4 separate regions of the Mus musculus genome follow, and all the other regions are linked to region 1. A link is a contact called in public Hi-C, HiChIP or PLAC-seq and promoter capture Hi-C data. All regions are on one chromosome and are shown on one strand. Each heading gives the region's core, a stretch centred on a gene start, on an enhancer-like site or on the middle of the called end of the contact. The rest is flanking DNA. Distances are from core to core; before and after follow the strand shown. Region 1 holds the start of Dhx40 (DEAH (Asp-Glu-Ala-His) box polypeptide 40). Region 2 holds the start of Rnft1 (ring finger protein, transmembrane 1). Region 3 holds the start of Trim37 (tripartite motif-containing 37). Region 4 holds the start of Gdpd1 (glycerophosphodiester phosphodiesterase domain containing 1).

Region 1 (3,607 bases), core at 500-2,999:
TACAGAGTGAGTTCTAGGGCTACACTGAGAAACCCTGTCTCAAAAAAAAAAAAAAAAAAAAAACCAACACCCCCCCAACAAAAATATGTCCCCAACAGAGGTCAACTATCCTTTCCAATTCACAATTGTTTCAGTTCTCACTGGCTAATGAGATAACCTTATCCTAAAAGAGAAAATTAACATCCTTTTATTTTTCCTTCTTATCATATAACCATAGCTGGCCTGGAACTTAATATGTAAACCATGCTAGCCTTACAACTCAGAGATGCTCCTGACTCTGCCTACCAAGTGCTGGGATTAAAAGTGTGCACCACCACAATCAGCCTTCTTCTTCTTCTTCTATTATTATTATTATTATCATTGTAGTTTAATATGTCACCCCAACAATTCCGGAGCCTGAAATAAATCCAGAAAGCCAAGGAGACATAGGGAGGCTAAGGATCTGACAAAGCAACGCAGCAATGGGCATTTGCACACTACAGTACTTTCATTAAAATTTAAAGAATTTCTCTCTTTAGTGCTTCCAGCTTTATCCAAGAATAAAATTACCTGCTTCATAAAGGTATTTAGGGAGTTGAGTTGTTTTACCACTTCCTGTATTTCCAGTAACGATGAGGAACGAGTTGTCCCTCACAGCTTGAATGAGCTTTTTTCTTTGTTTCTGAATAGGAAACGTTGGAGTTGTTCCTCCCTCCTGTGATGTGCATCCTTTCTCTTCTGTAACAACACAAAAACAATTGTGCAATGAAAACACCTGAGAAGAGCTCTCTGACAATGGCTCAGACCTGAAAGAAGAATGCACAGGAATCGCACAACGGGAAAGATCAATCTATGACTTTTCAGTTACGTCAACCATGTACAAATCACACGTGAAAGTTTATAAACTCAGAATAACTTTTTTTGGTAAAATCAAACAACTTCAACATTGTTGATGTGTAACTCGCCGTACTTGACAAAGTCAGTCAAGCACAAGACAACGTGTATGTATGCATACCTACCTGGAAAAACTAAACTCAATTTTATTAAACAATAGATCAACAACCTGAGCACAGCAGAACAACTCTGAGAAGAAGAAGAAGCCACCTGTATTTGCTTCTGATTCACAGTTCAAGTTAGGTCCCTGTTCAGAGTGACTGATATCCCAGAAGGCCAAGTGGTGGGTAACCATGGAAACTGGCTCCTGGAAACGGGCTCCCTTCATACCGTACCCAAAGGCAGGCTGGCGGCCCGACGAAGGGGAGGGGGATGAACGGGTAGAGAACAAAGGCTTTATGAGGCTGTAGAACAGCAGAAGGCATTTGGGCGTTCGGGTCCACTTTCTTGCCCCCCAGAGAGGTTCTCACCCAACTTGGGTTTGGGACCGCCCCCTTCTAAGCCAAAGTGCTCACTGGACGCAAAGTTCGTCGTCTGGCTTAAAAGACCAAAAGAACGTCTAAGCTCCCTTCCCACCTCCTCTGCCGCCCACAGATGTACTTTTCGCCCCGCAAATAACTCCCTCCGGGTGCCACAGCGTCCCGCGGACCGTACCTCTGTCAGCGATGCGAACAGCTGACGGCCGCTCTTCCTGGAGCTCTATTGGCCGCTCGCCTTCCTCCTGCCGCCTTGGCGCCCTGCCCGCGACGGCGGGAAACCGGGACATAGACCCGGTCCGGAGAAGAAGCGAACACGTCCACGGAGCCGAGGAGATGGGAGGGGAAAGGCGAGGACGCGCCCTGATGACGTAGGGGTGTTTACTTCCGCGCGTGCGACTGGCTGAGAGGGGTGGGGGAGCGGCTCGATGACGTGGCGGCCTCTGCTTGGACGCGCACGGGCCCGCGCTCCTGGGGGCCCCGAGGCACCACCCCCAAGGAGTCCCGCCCATCGCCACGTGCCTCCGCCACCCGCGAAGTCACACCTGAACACCTGAGGGCCAGGTCACAGTTTGTCCAGTGTGGCCCTTAGTCACCACAGCATCCCCACAAGTCTTGCCTATCTCCAGATACCAGTTGAATGACCCTTTCCCAGGAGCCGAAGCCATCCTACAGTGTGACCTTGGGCAACTCACTTCCCTATCGTCCTATCAAGACACATAGTGCGGTCCAACTTGTAGTTCTGTAGTTTTCAAAACTTAGATTCCCATGCTGTTTCACTTCCTTCATGGAACCCTTCATTTACATTTATTTGCATATTTTCCATACCCTCCAAGAAGCTGGGAAGACACACATGATCCAGACTTCCGGAACACTATATATTGTACACCCAGCAGGGAGCAGTGATTTGAGGTGGACAATAGGGTTTGTTGAGGATAGATGAATGAATAACATCTGGGTTGTTGGTTGATTTTTTTTGTTTTTTTCGAGACAGGGTTAACATCTGTTTTAAAATAAGTTGACTTTTAGTGGAAGTACGTTCCTTAGAAAACACAACTGCTGAAAATTCTACAGATACACATTATCTGAGGTGGTGTGGTTTACTTATTTTTAAAGGTATGTTGGGGACTTGGTGTACAGTTCAGTGGTAGAATACTTATCTACGATATGAGAGACCCTGGGATTCAATACCCAGTACTTTATCAAAGCTGAGTGTGGTCCTAACACTTGCGAGGCAGAGGCAAAAGAGTTGCTGTGAGTTCCGGGTTACCACCAGGATAATTCTGAGAATGAGACTCTGTCTCAGAAGAGGAGGTGAATAAAGGGGAGAGGGAGAAAGAAGGGAGAGGAAAAGAGAAGGAAGGAGGGAGGGGGGGAAGAGGGGAAAAGGGAGGGAGGGAAGGAGGGGGGTTCTTGGACTAGTCCTTCAGTGATAATGCCAGCTGATTTTCTGAGTTGAGTTAATTATGAAAAAATGTGAAGAAACCTGCTTCTTACACTTAAATCACTATGTAGCCCAGGATACCCTAGAACTCATGATCTTCCAGCCTCAGCTACCCAAGTGCTAAATTACAGATATATGTGACCTTGTCCATTTGCTTCTTGCACTTTTCAGTAGTTCCTGCTGTTAAAATTAATCATGGTTTATAGGAAGGCAACATAAAACTACCATTCACTTATCAACCCAAGACCAAACTAGAAAAGATGTAAGATGTTACAAGAATCCAAGACTTTGCTTTAAAACGTACATGTATCAACTCCTTTTCAACGTAACTGATCAACAACTCCTTTAATGCAAGTTTATCAGAATTTGAATGATAGCAAGTCAGGTGTAACTTTCTAACGGCTGAGGCAATAGCCCTAGTGACAGGAGAACATTTTAGATTTCTCCAAAACATTAAAACCATCTCTGAACCTTTCGATTTCTATTAGTAATTCAAACTATTATGTCAGAAGAGATCAAAATATACAATTGTAGTCAGACCATGAAGATATTGGTGACCTCTGTAACTGAGCAACAGACCAGCTATTTCACAAAGTCACTTTCTAAGAAAATAAGCAGAATCATTTCAAATCAGGAATTGTGACCATTTACTAAGCAATTTGTATTTAAATGATTAAGTATTTGATATATACAGTTTTGGACAAAGTCTCACTATATATCACTATATAGCCCTAGATGGCCTGAAACTCATTAAGTAGATCAGGTTAGCTTTGAGCTCCCAGAAGTTTGCCTGTCCAGGGATATGGGATTAAAG
Region 2 (3,607 bases), core at 574-3,073, 320 kb before region 1:
TCTGGTGCCTTCTTCTGGTGTGCAGGCATATATACAGGGAGAACGTTGTATACATACTAAATGAATCTAAAATAAATACATAAAAAAATAAAATGGGAATTTGAACATTAGGTATATTAAGTTTACAAACTGTTGTTCTGCTGTCGTTGGGGCGTGATTATGTGACATTTCATGATTTTCCTGCTGCCTAAATTTGCATTTATGTTATTTTTTGAGATTTAGAGTTTTACTCTGGGGCTGGTGAGATGGCTCAGTGGGTAAGAGCACCCGACTGCTCTTCCGAAGGTCCAGAGTTCAAATCCCAGCAACCACGTGGTGGCTCACAACCATCTGTAACAAGATCTGATGCCCTCTTCTGGAGTGTCTGAAGACAGCTACAGTGTACTTACATATAATAAATAAATAAATCTTTAAAAAAAAAAAAAAAGAGTTTTACTCTGTATCATAGATTGGCCTGGAACTCACAGCATCTTTCTGTCTTAGTCTTCAAAATTCTAGGATTACAATCATGAGCCACTAATGCTTATCATACGTTCATTTTAGTTTAAAATAAAACTACTCACATAGGATCTCTGCTGTGCACAAAATTTGCAGTCTCAGTTGGCTCCCTGGAACCCAAATAAAGGTAGGAGAGAAAATTTCCCAAAAGTGTCCTCTGTCGTACCAGTTCAGGCACTACCTGTCACCATCACGCACAGGCACAAATAGGCCTGTTCTACTTGGGACCAAGTCTTAAAAAAAGAGAGTGCTAATGTGCTGGTCACAGAGAGAAGCAGATCCAAAAGAGCATTGGGATTTTTTAAAGTGCTTTTTGACTTGAGAGAAATTTAAGAATAGTCTCAAGATGAATGAAGGGCTGAGGCTAAAACCAGTAGATTCAGTTATACTACTATGAAAGGAAGACAAAATTTCATGGCTAAGGAGATTTTGACAAGGTATTTGAAAGGTTTAAGTCAGGTAGAAAGACAAAATTACTGGACACGTAACTCAGAAGTGTCTCTGCAAAAAGCCAAGTGTGTGCAAAACGCCAGACTTTTGCCTAGTCACGTCAGCCTCCGATGAAATACTTAATTTCAAGAATCATAGGAATCCTGTTATACATATGATGTCCTAGATTTTCCAGAACTGTGTTTTTTTTTTTTTTCCTTGTAGTATCTTTTTTCCCCTTTAGTAGCCTTTATTTTAGAAGTCGAGTTCCCTGCTCGCCAACACGGGGTTTTCTAAATCTACTTCCAGGGCCTCACAAACTTCCTGGCGCGTCTGATATCCAGTTCTGGCACCCGGTTCTGGCACGAACTAGGGCACACTGTTCAACTTCAGGCTTGGAACCCGAATCCAGGTCACACAACCTCTCTGCCCAGGCAGCCCAGCGGGTCTGGCGTAGCTAGCAACACGCAGCCGGAAGCCAGATCGCGGCTCCCGGTACGCAGCCCGCTGCCGAGCAGGTTCCTGGACCTACCCATTTTCAACCTCAAGTACTGAAGGACTCCGAAGCGTGTGACTGATCACTAATACACGCAAGACGTGACAGCCACGCAGACTTAATTAGCACACACGTCCGCCACTACGCCACTCGTATAACATCACCAACAGGGCCACAGGGCGACAGGGCGGGTCTACGATGTTCAGGGCGGGGCCTAGATGCGCCCTCCTCCTCCTCCTCCCAGTGAAGGCGGGGCTAGGGACTCGGGACAGGGCCTAAAGGTTCCCTTCTCTGCTGGGAAGGGCGGGGCCGGGATGAGCGCGGGGCGGGGCCTAGAGGCTCCTTCTTCCACTGGGCGAGGGCGTGGCCCGGCGAAGGCGGGCCGCGCGTGACGACGTCTAGGGAGCGCGCGCGCCGCCGCGGGGCCAGGCCGAGCGCTGCTGGTGGCGTCCGAGGCTGAAGGCTTGGCGAGAAGGGCTTGCGGCCGCGTGTCGGGCTGTTGGTATTGTGGCTGCCGAGGCCGCCCGCTCCTGGTCATGAGAGGTCAGGCCTGGGGAAGGGGGTGAGGCGGAGGGTTTCCGGGGAGAAGAGCCGAAGCTCGGACGTGGGTGGAGAACTCTGTCCTCGCGGATTCCGGAAGAGTTGGCGTTGACTTTTCTTTCTCCCTTTCCCCTTTTCTTGTTTATGTATGAAGGAGGGCAGGTTTTGTGTTTCTTTTTTAATAGCAGAGACACAAACTGTCCTGTCCCAAGTCGCTCTTCAGAGAGTGAGGCGATAGAGCCGCTGTGGCTTCCGAGCCTCTTCGAAACGTCACACAGTAACTGCACGGTTTCAGCCAGCCAGCCTCCGCCGCAGCTAGCTCCATCGCGGGGGAAACGGGAGAGGCCCGGCGGTGGGCTCTGCGTTTCGTCGGGCGACAGCACGATTCTGGCACCCTGGTCCGAGATCCACACTGGATCACGTAGGGATCTTGCCCTGCCCACAGCCTCTCTTCTGACACCCCTAACCAAGCCGATGGTGGCATTTTTATTCGGGAGGCTAACTCCTTATTTAGACTAAAGCATCACTTAGCAATTACGTGATGACTCCCCCTAAGGGTCCTCTTTCAAAGGCATTTGACTAACATTCTTTTGGAAGGAGAAGCAATATTCTCGGTGGCACCATTAATTACTGAAAACCTTATTAGCTTTGTGGAAGCTGTTTCAGCATAAAATGAAGTGTTTATTATCTTTGTTGATGCTTAATTAAGGCACTGATTTTTTTCCTTCTAAACATTAATGAATCTGTAAAAAAAAATCTATTGTATTTATTTAGTGTGTGTGTCAGAGGACTTGTGGGAGTCAGTTCATTGCTTCCACCATATGAGTTTAGGGGATTTAACTCAAATTAAAGGTCTTGACTTACCCAGCCATCTCACCCACCCTTAGCAAACTTCCTGATGTGGACTCTGCCTCAGAGTACATGAGCCAACTTATTCAGCATTAGTGCTGCTATTCACTGTGGTATCTGCTGGGCACCCCTTTGACTCTTTGCTGATGTCTTTTGGCACATTTGAAAAATCAAGACATCTGCAGTGCTTTGTACTTTAAGTAGCCCCTGGTTCAAAACTCTTGGTTTGCCAAGTTGGACTTCGAGGTTGGAGTGGGGCAGGGCAGCAGAGCTTTGACAGTTGCAAAGATTGAAGGACCTGAAACTTGTCTGTGACTGTCAACTGCCCCTTTAGTGAACAAAGGACACCTAATGAACCGATGCACTGCTTGTGATTAACTTAGAATGCTTTCTGCTCTTTGATTTTACTTTTAAGGAGAAAGAGTCCTGAAGCAAAGACATTTTAGAGAGAAAATACTCAAGGGCCATGCAAGCCAGCTGTAACCAACTGCATGATCCTCCGGGCACTGCACATGAAGATGCTGCAGCCTCCCCGTGTGGTCATTCAAGATCAACAGAAGGTTCCCTTCACCCTGGGGATGTACATATCCAAATAAACTCCGGACCAAAAGAATATTCTGAAAATCCAAGCTCTAGAAATCCCAGGTCAGGCGTCTGTACTTGTGCCCATGGATGTGTGCATGGTCGTTTCCGGAGTTACTCCCACAGTGAAGCAAGACCACCTGATGACTTTGCTACAGAGTCTGGGGAACATGGAAGTGGCTCCTTCTCAGAATTCCGCTATCTCTTCAAGTG
Region 3 (3,607 bases), core at 446-2,945, 320 kb after region 1:
CTGTTATACTACAGGGCAAAGGTTTCTCCATATTGTTGAGAATTCCAAATGCCATAATATTTCCCACAAACTTTTGATTGTTTTTTTAGTCTGGCGACTTAGCCCAGGCTGGCTTTGAACTCACTAAGTAGACCAGGCTATTCTGGAGATGGTTTCTGCCTGGTCATGAAAGGCTATGATTAAAAGCTAAAGACATGTACCACCACACCCGGCCTCCACAAATTTTTAGGTATAGATTAAATTTTAAAGTGTAAATAGAATGTGGTGGCATACCTATGTATATCCTAGCACTGAAGAGGCTAAGGAGGGAGTTGAAGGCTGGCATATGCTTTATAGCAAGTTCTAGGTCAGTGCAGGTGACATGGGAACATCAGCAAAAAGGTACAATTCAGGACACGTTAGTAAAATTATTCTGCAACTATCAGCCTGCATCTAGTTCAAAGACCATAAGTGGTTTGAAATGAAAGCCTTTTTTGCTTTTGGTTTTTCAATACACGGTGTCATTGTGTATCCCTGATTGTCCTGGAACTCCACCTGCCTCTGTCCCCCAAATGCTGGGACTAAACGAGTGCTCCACCATGCCCAGCTTGTGAAAGCATATTCTATCTCTACTTAATTAAATTATGTGTGTGTAGATTATTTTGGGTTATATTAATATATGTGCATGTGAGTGTGGGTGTTTTAGGTGGGCAGAATGGAGTTGGAGTATAGGCTGGAGACCAAAGGCAGGGTTAGAGAGTGGTCCTCCCCCGGAGTAGCAAGTATTCTTAACCTCTGGGCCATCCGTCCTACCTCCATAAATCTTGTTTATAGTTCATATAATTTTTAAAAAATGTTGCTAGTAACGAAAAGATTCTTTCTAGATTATCAATTCTCTGGATTGGGTTCATAAATAACTTTGTAATAAGCTTAAGAGAAGAATTAAGATTTAAGTATTTGACCAACGCCTTTTGTCTCACATACCCTCAATTTCTGCACCCTAACTGGTCTCTTCTGGAAGGAATTTAGAAGCGATTCCCTAGACTCTTTGTTAGTCCCCATAGCAAAAACAACTCAAGCTGCAAGAAAGCCTTAGTCGGTGGGATGTGGATCCAATTGTCTCACCAAAATGAGAAGACGTGGTACCTCTCCCCTGCAATCCTTACTTCCAGGAAGCTTGGAGACTTCACTATACGTCCAGTCTATCATGAACTAAAGAAACCTTGTCTCAAAATAACAGGTCAAGAGAAATCGCCGGTCCATTACAATTGGAGCTTTCAAATGCATTTACTATGGAGGGGGACTAAGTTTTTTTTTTTTTTTTTTTTTTTTTAAAGCTTAAAGTCTGCGTTTCCTCCCAGAGGCGGAAAGCAAACACTAACCAAGCAAGAGTTCCCGGCTCCAGGGTCTCCTTAGGTGACCCACAAACAATGGGAACGCAAATAAGACTCTCCGTCCCTTCCTAATACTCGGGAGCGTGGCTTCTTCCAATTAGGACGCACCAAGGAGCCTACATCACTGGCGGTAAAATCTGCGAGGCGAAGGGCACCGCGCCGACGCCCGACACGCCTCCCCGCGGCACCGCCTCTCCAAGTCTCGTGTGCTGCGCGCACCGCGGGAACCGGGCGCCCGCCTCTCCTCCCGCCCCGCTCCGCCCCGCCCCTCCCCTCCCCTCCCGCAACGCCGAGTGCGCGTGCGCATCGCGTCCGCCCCGTTGCCGCGCCTCTAGCTGCCCTGGTTACCGTTGGTGTTTGCGAATTCTCTGTGGCGCCTGTTCCGCCCCGGACGGGCCCCGCGGCGGTTTTCACACGCGCGCGCCGGCGTCACGTGGGCCAGGGCTCCCACGCGGACGCAGGCCAGCTGCTGAGGCGGGAGGAAGGCGTTGCGGCTACCGCTAGCCCTTCCCTCTCCGCCCCAGGGCTGGCGCGCGGATAAAAAAAAATGGCGAAATGCGGGGTAGCCGGTGGGGAACCCGACGGGATGGGGCGCGGAGGTGGCACTGTTGTGGGAGCCTGCTGAGGTGAGCGCAGCTGACCTGGCGACCTCGGGCCGGCGCCTGACAGCGCAGACACGGACTCCGAGGGTCGCCGAGGGCCCCGCCGAGAGCCGGAGGCAATGGATGAGCAGAGTGTGGAGGTGAGGGGCATCACGGAGGGTGGCGGCTGGGCTCCTTTTCTATCCGGGGCCCCATGCGCTCGCCCTCCCTGTGGGAGGCAGCCTCTGCGAGTCGCGGAGAGGGAGGCTGGCCCGGCGGTAGTGCTTCCAGCCCTCAGCATGCCCGGTGCTGAATCTGTTCCGCAGTCAGGTGCTGCGGAGCTCCAGCGATGCCTTGGCACCTGCTCTCGTCGCTGTTTGCAGGCTGAGCCTTTCTAGAGCAAAATTGCAAATTCATCGGAAGGACTTGCCCTGCTTTCTCGCCACGACTTGCTCTGCATGATTAAACATTTTTTTCACCCTCAGCGGTTCATTTTGTAGGACACACACACCTCTCTCACACTCGACTGACTTAAAGACTAGTAGTTTCCAGCATTGATTCTTGTAAGATGATTTCATGATTGGGGTATTTCCATAAAGGCTAGAATCATCAAAACGATTGCTTGGGGGCTGGGGGGCGTGAACCGTTCAGAGACTAAAGTACTACATGATTTTTGCTTTTTAAAAATAAGGGATAACTTACTGAGCATTGCTCTTGAGATTAACCCAGTTCACCCCCATGGTTTTATTGTCTTCCCAAAGCCAGTTAAGAGTCCGCATCTCTCAGGACCTGGTCTTGCAGTTATGACCATCAGTAATTTTCTACTTAATTGCTCTTGTGAAAGTTGTGTGAAGGTTTTGTAAACTTTTCTTGGTTTTAGGAGGGTTTAATTTTTCTGGAATGGAGTAAAAATAGACGTGGGTAAACTTCCCTGTTTTCAATTTTTTTTTAGTTATTAACTTAATGTCAATAGGGACACTCGCATTTATAGTGGCTGCAGATTTTCAGGCTCACATAATTAGTTGATTACATCAGGACAGAAATTCAGATTCTGAATTAGTTTGCCTCTAATCACGATATCTTTACAAATGTTTGTTTATTTAGTGTGTGCATGGGTGTGCATTGATGTGCCGGCGTGGAGGTCAGGACAACTTGGAGTTGCTTCTCCTTTTACCATGTGGGATTCCTGGGATAGAAGTCAGGTCTTCAGGTTTGGTGGTAGGAGCCTTTGGCAATGCTGAGCCACCTTGCCCGTTCCAGTATATCTTCTTAAAAATTTGCTCATGTCTGGACTCAGTGATGCATACTTTAATCCCAGCCCTTGGGAAGCAGAAGCAGGCAGATCTCTGATTTCTAGGCCAAGATAGTGAGCACAAGGTGTTTCAGGCTGGCCTGAGCTACATAGTGAAACTGTCTCTTAAAAACAAATTCCATCCCTTAATTACAAAAGTAGTTCATCTCCATTGTGGAAATCACAGAAGTAAAAAGTTGTCATTGTGTATTTAGTCATGCAATCTTTCTTCCATTTCTTACTGATACACACATACACAGTTTTCTACTATAAGTATTTCTGCATGCTGTATTTGGCATAATTTACTTAGTATTTGTCTGTAAGGGCTGTAATCACATTCTTACTTTTATTATAAGTACCCC
Region 4 (3,607 bases), core at 351-2,850, 270 kb after region 1:
TCTATATAGTGATTTGCAGACTAGCCAGCACGCCATAGCAAGACCCCATCTTTGAAAAATCTAAAACCAAAAATCATTACGGTACTCCATCAAATTTTAAACTATAGAGTTTACCATTGTATGATACATTTCAGGCAATTTTAACCCGGTGCTATATTCACCCTAAAGAAAAGTTTAAAGTGACCGAAAATTTTCATAATTTATACCTTAAGATTGAAATGTCCTGGGCTGGTGAGATGGCTCAGTGGGTAAGAGCACCCGACTGCTCTTCCGAAGGTCCAGAGTTCAAATCCCAGCAACCACATGGTGGCTCACAACCATCTGTAAAGAGATCTGATTCCCTCTTCTGGAGTGTCTGAAGACAGCTACAGTGTACTTACATATAATAAATAAATAAATCTTTAAAAAAAAAATTAAAACTATTACTTATAAAAAAAAAAAAATTGAAATGTCCTGAAGCCACATTATTGAACAGCAGTGAAGAAGCAAAGATGTGGCCTGTTATAGTAAATTAGAAGGCGGAGCGGACTCGCTTCAACCCTTATATACTTGATATTGTATAAAAGCAATATACTTTTGCAAGAGAAACATCTTTAAAAAAATACTGACTGATCATAAGCTAAATATTTTAGTCTTTTAGAAGCCCACCAACCATTGCTGGGGTAATGTTCAAAAATCAAAGTAAAACAACAACCCAGGTGCTAGGTTTTGGAATCCTTAGAACCAGAACTCTCCAAGTTGCTTGTGCCACTTCAGTCCACACTCTGTGACCTTGGAAAATGTCCCTGGTTTGGAGACATTTCTCTCCAGAGCTCAATTACAAACGCGTGGAGCGTGGCATCGCAGACTCCTCAGCTCTCGCTCCAGGTACTCGCAGATCCTCAGCTCTGCCGGAGCCCAAGCTCTTCCCCACGGACTCAGCCACCAGCCTATTCCAAGCAGTCTGTCCGTTCCTACTTCCCCCTGCGGGTGTCTCCTGGATCTGCACCGGCTTTGTGCCAGGCTGCCAAGAAGGGACCTCCCGATCATCCCTCCATCGGCCGAGGAACGCCCCACTTCTGTCTCTCATCCTGCGCTTCTCCTCCTCACAGAAGCCCTGTCACCCTAGCTCCCCAGAGACGCCCACCAGGACTGGGACACGAGACCCCTTTCCTTCCCTCCCCTCCGGACCACTCATCTGAGGAAGCCCTCCAGTTCCAGGAGCCCATTCTTCGTCAGCCTCTCCAGAATCCCCATCCTCTACCTCCTGCTAGGAAGCCTCCCCCATCCCCGCCATCGGGTTCTGGGGACCCCTCTCACCTCCGCGGTGAGAGATGTGCCTACTGAGGAATCGCTGTTTCTTTCTCTGGTGCAGCAACGCTGGGTATTTAAGCAACAAGAACGAGGTGACCAAATATCCCCCCAGAGTAGAGAGAAGGCAAAAAGCCGCGGTGGACGACATCCTCGGTCACCGCCTTCTGGGCCTGAGACCCCGACTGTGCTGTGATGGTAGCAACGGCCGCAGCGCCGGCAGCTGCTCGAGGTCTGCTCGCCCTCAGCCGGTGCCCTCGGCGTAGCGCACTTGTTCGTGCGGACTCAGCACGCAGGCGCAGCCCGACCCCAGCGCCCGAGCAACAAAGGGGCTCAGATACGCAGGCGCGCTACGGCGCGGAGCGTTGGGCGTCTGGCAGCTGTGGTCCCACGCGCAGGTGCTTCGAAGAAGACCCCGAGGCAAGAGGTTGGAAACTTGCCAGTGGTTTTATTTGTTTGGATTTGTTTGGGCAGTCCCTAAGCCGAAAACGCTCTCAAGCCAGGATAGCCTTCGGGGAAAATCTGACGTAACTGGGAAATGTGCATCAAAGGAGGATTCCAGGCCAGGTCCTAGTCCTTTCTGTGGGAAAAGCGAAGAATTGTTACTGATACCTCGAACTCGTAGCCTAGTTGGTTAGATCGTACGGGATTCAAGCCCCAGTACAAAATAAACATGAATAAAGAAACTGACCACTAAGTCCTTTCCTATAAAGACTGGCAACTAACTTTTCCATTTTTCTTTTTCATCTCCTACCTTACAAACTAGAAATACAGTAGGAACCACGTTTTATGGGGGCAGGGTCTTGGTTTTGTGAGATAGGATCTACTTAGCCCAGTCCGGGCTTGAATTCACTATATACCAGAGGATAGAGTCTTCGACTTCAGGTTCTTCTACCTCAGCCTCCAGAGTGTTGGGATGGTAGGCAAGCCCAGCTGTGGATCGTATTTTATGCAAAGTAATTAGCCACAAAGGCTGTGGCTGTGGCTCAGTTGTAAAGCACTTTCCAAGCACATTCAAGGTTTGGATTTGTTTATTGAGACAGGGTGTCTCACTGTGTTGACTGTGTGCTGGCCTCTTGATTCACAGAGACCAGTTTGCCTCTGCCTTCTAAGTATTGGGATTCTTTTCTTTCCCTTTTCTCCTCTCTCCCTTCCTCTCTCCGTTCTCTCTCCCTCCCTTCCTGTCTCCTCCCCCCCGGCCCCCCCCCCCCTTAGAGACTGGGTCTCACTATGTACCGAGGCTGATCTGGAACTCGCTATGACAATAGGGCTAGAGATCCACTTGCGTCTGCCTTCCCTTAAGGCCAGGGGTTTGAGTCCCAGGACAATTGCAACAACAGGCAGACTCACAGTATTGAGCTCCGGCTGGCTTCAAACTCCTAAGGGTGAAGCAGTCTTTTGGTTTCATCCAGCTCATTAGCTGGAACTGCAGGCAAGGGTTGCTGCACCCGATCCTATCTCGTTTATTTATTTTTTATGCATTTACTTATTTCCTGTGTAGTGTATGTGTGTGCACGTGTAAAGGCAGAGGACAACCTAAGGAGACCTAAGGTGGCAGCTCCTTTTCCCACTAAGCCATCTTGCTGGGTCAAGTGGCAGCTTTTGGAAAGGTGGTAAACACTCTATTTCACAAACATTGGGACTAAAATATCTAATCCTGTCAGGACACTATTTTAAATGTATCTGGGAAAATAGGATCAATTACAATACACTACATTGGGTCTCAACTTATTTTGCACTTATCTAATTGATAGCATAATCACAATTGGTGATTGTCATATGCTGGGGAAAGTTACTATAGATTGGTGAGATTTAGCAAATTATTTCATAGAATAGGTATTTAATTAAAGAACATTTAAGTCAGGCCTGAGGGTACAGGTCTGTAATCCCAGCAACTCTGGAGGTTGAGGCAGTAGGATTGTAAAATCTAGGTCTGCCTGGGTTACAGAATGAATTCAAGCTAGTTACTGTTTTCAAATATTAAGAACAAACAAGAGTGGGGATGTAACTCAGTGGTATACTTGAGATCTGAGTTCAATGCCTAGTGCTCAAAGTTTCTTTGTTAGCACACATCTGTAATACTAAGGCTGAGGAAGGAGTATTGAGTCTTAGGCCAGAGGCTGGAAAGATGGCTCAACCAGTTAAAAGCACTTTTTTCTTTTCTTTTTTTTAAATGTGTAGCAGCCCAGGCTCAAACTTGTGATCCTCCTGCCTCTGCCTCCTTCAGCAAATCCTACCGGTGTGTGCCACCACAACCGGCTTTTTTCTTTCCTTCCTTTTCTTTTTTCCTTCCTTCCTCTCTCTTCTTTCCTCCTCC

The links. Promoter capture Hi-C pulls out the DNA fragments that hold promoters and counts their contacts. A called contact is a pair of places that touch in the nucleus more often than the background predicts. HiChIP or PLAC-seq counts read pairs in DNA pulled down with a chosen protein or histone mark.
Region 2: a contact with region 1 is called in a promoter capture Hi-C map of erythroid cells, with 7 times the contacts expected there. The contact joins the promoter of Rnft1 here to the promoter of Dhx40 in region 1. A contact is called at or near these places in 3 of 39 promoter capture datasets (erythroid cells, hippocampal neurons and pre-B cells), 1 of 15 datasets of contacts at CTCF or cohesin (the NIH/3T3 cell line) and 1 of 9 other capture datasets (liver).
Region 3: a Hi-C map of cerebral cortex shows a contact between it and region 1, with 2.4 times the contacts expected there. The contact joins the promoter of Trim37 here to the promoter of Dhx40 in region 1. A contact is called at or near these places in 1 of 39 promoter capture datasets (hippocampal neurons), 1 of 484 Hi-C or Micro-C datasets (cerebral cortex), 2 of 115 datasets of contacts at active chromatin or transcription factors (astrocytes and embryonic stem cells) and 1 of 9 other capture datasets (adipose tissue).
Region 4: a contact with region 1 is called in an H3K27ac HiChIP or PLAC-seq map of microglia, with 8 times the contacts expected there. The contact joins the promoter of Gdpd1 here to the promoter of Dhx40 in region 1. A contact is called at or near these places in 9 of 39 promoter capture datasets (the 3T3-L1 cell line, the C10 cell line, cranial neural crest and 6 more), 1 of 15 datasets of contacts at CTCF or cohesin (the NIH/3T3 cell line), 4 of 484 Hi-C or Micro-C datasets (bone marrow-derived macrophages, embryonic stem cells, nephron progenitors and 1 more), 14 of 115 datasets of contacts at active chromatin or transcription factors (the SCID.adh cell line, astrocytes, bone marrow-derived macrophages and 9 more) and 4 of 9 other capture datasets (adipose tissue, liver, macrophages and 1 more).

The regions. Positions count from the first base shown.
Region 1 is chr11:86,805,911-86,809,517 of GRCm38.p6, forward strand. Dhx40 (DEAH (Asp-Glu-Ala-His) box polypeptide 40) reads right to left here and starts at 1,750. Exons shown (of 18, transcript NM_026191.2): 1 at 1,528-1,750; 2 at 550-717. The coding sequence starts at 1,639.
Region 2 is chr11:86,482,834-86,486,440 of GRCm38.p6, forward strand. Rnft1 (ring finger protein, transmembrane 1) reads left to right here and starts at 1,824. Exons shown (of 9, transcript NM_029788.5): 1 at 1,824-1,966; 2 at 3,228-3,607. The coding sequence starts at 3,279.
Region 3 is chr11:87,125,380-87,128,986 of GRCm38.p6, forward strand. Trim37 (tripartite motif-containing 37) reads left to right here and starts at 1,696. Exons shown (of 24, transcript NM_197987.2): 1 at 1,696-2,115. The coding sequence starts at 2,095.
Region 4 is chr11:87,072,537-87,076,143 of GRCm38.p6, forward strand. Gdpd1 (glycerophosphodiester phosphodiesterase domain containing 1) reads right to left here and starts at 1,601. Exons shown (of 10, transcript NM_025638.2): 1 at 1,300-1,601. The coding sequence starts at 1,441.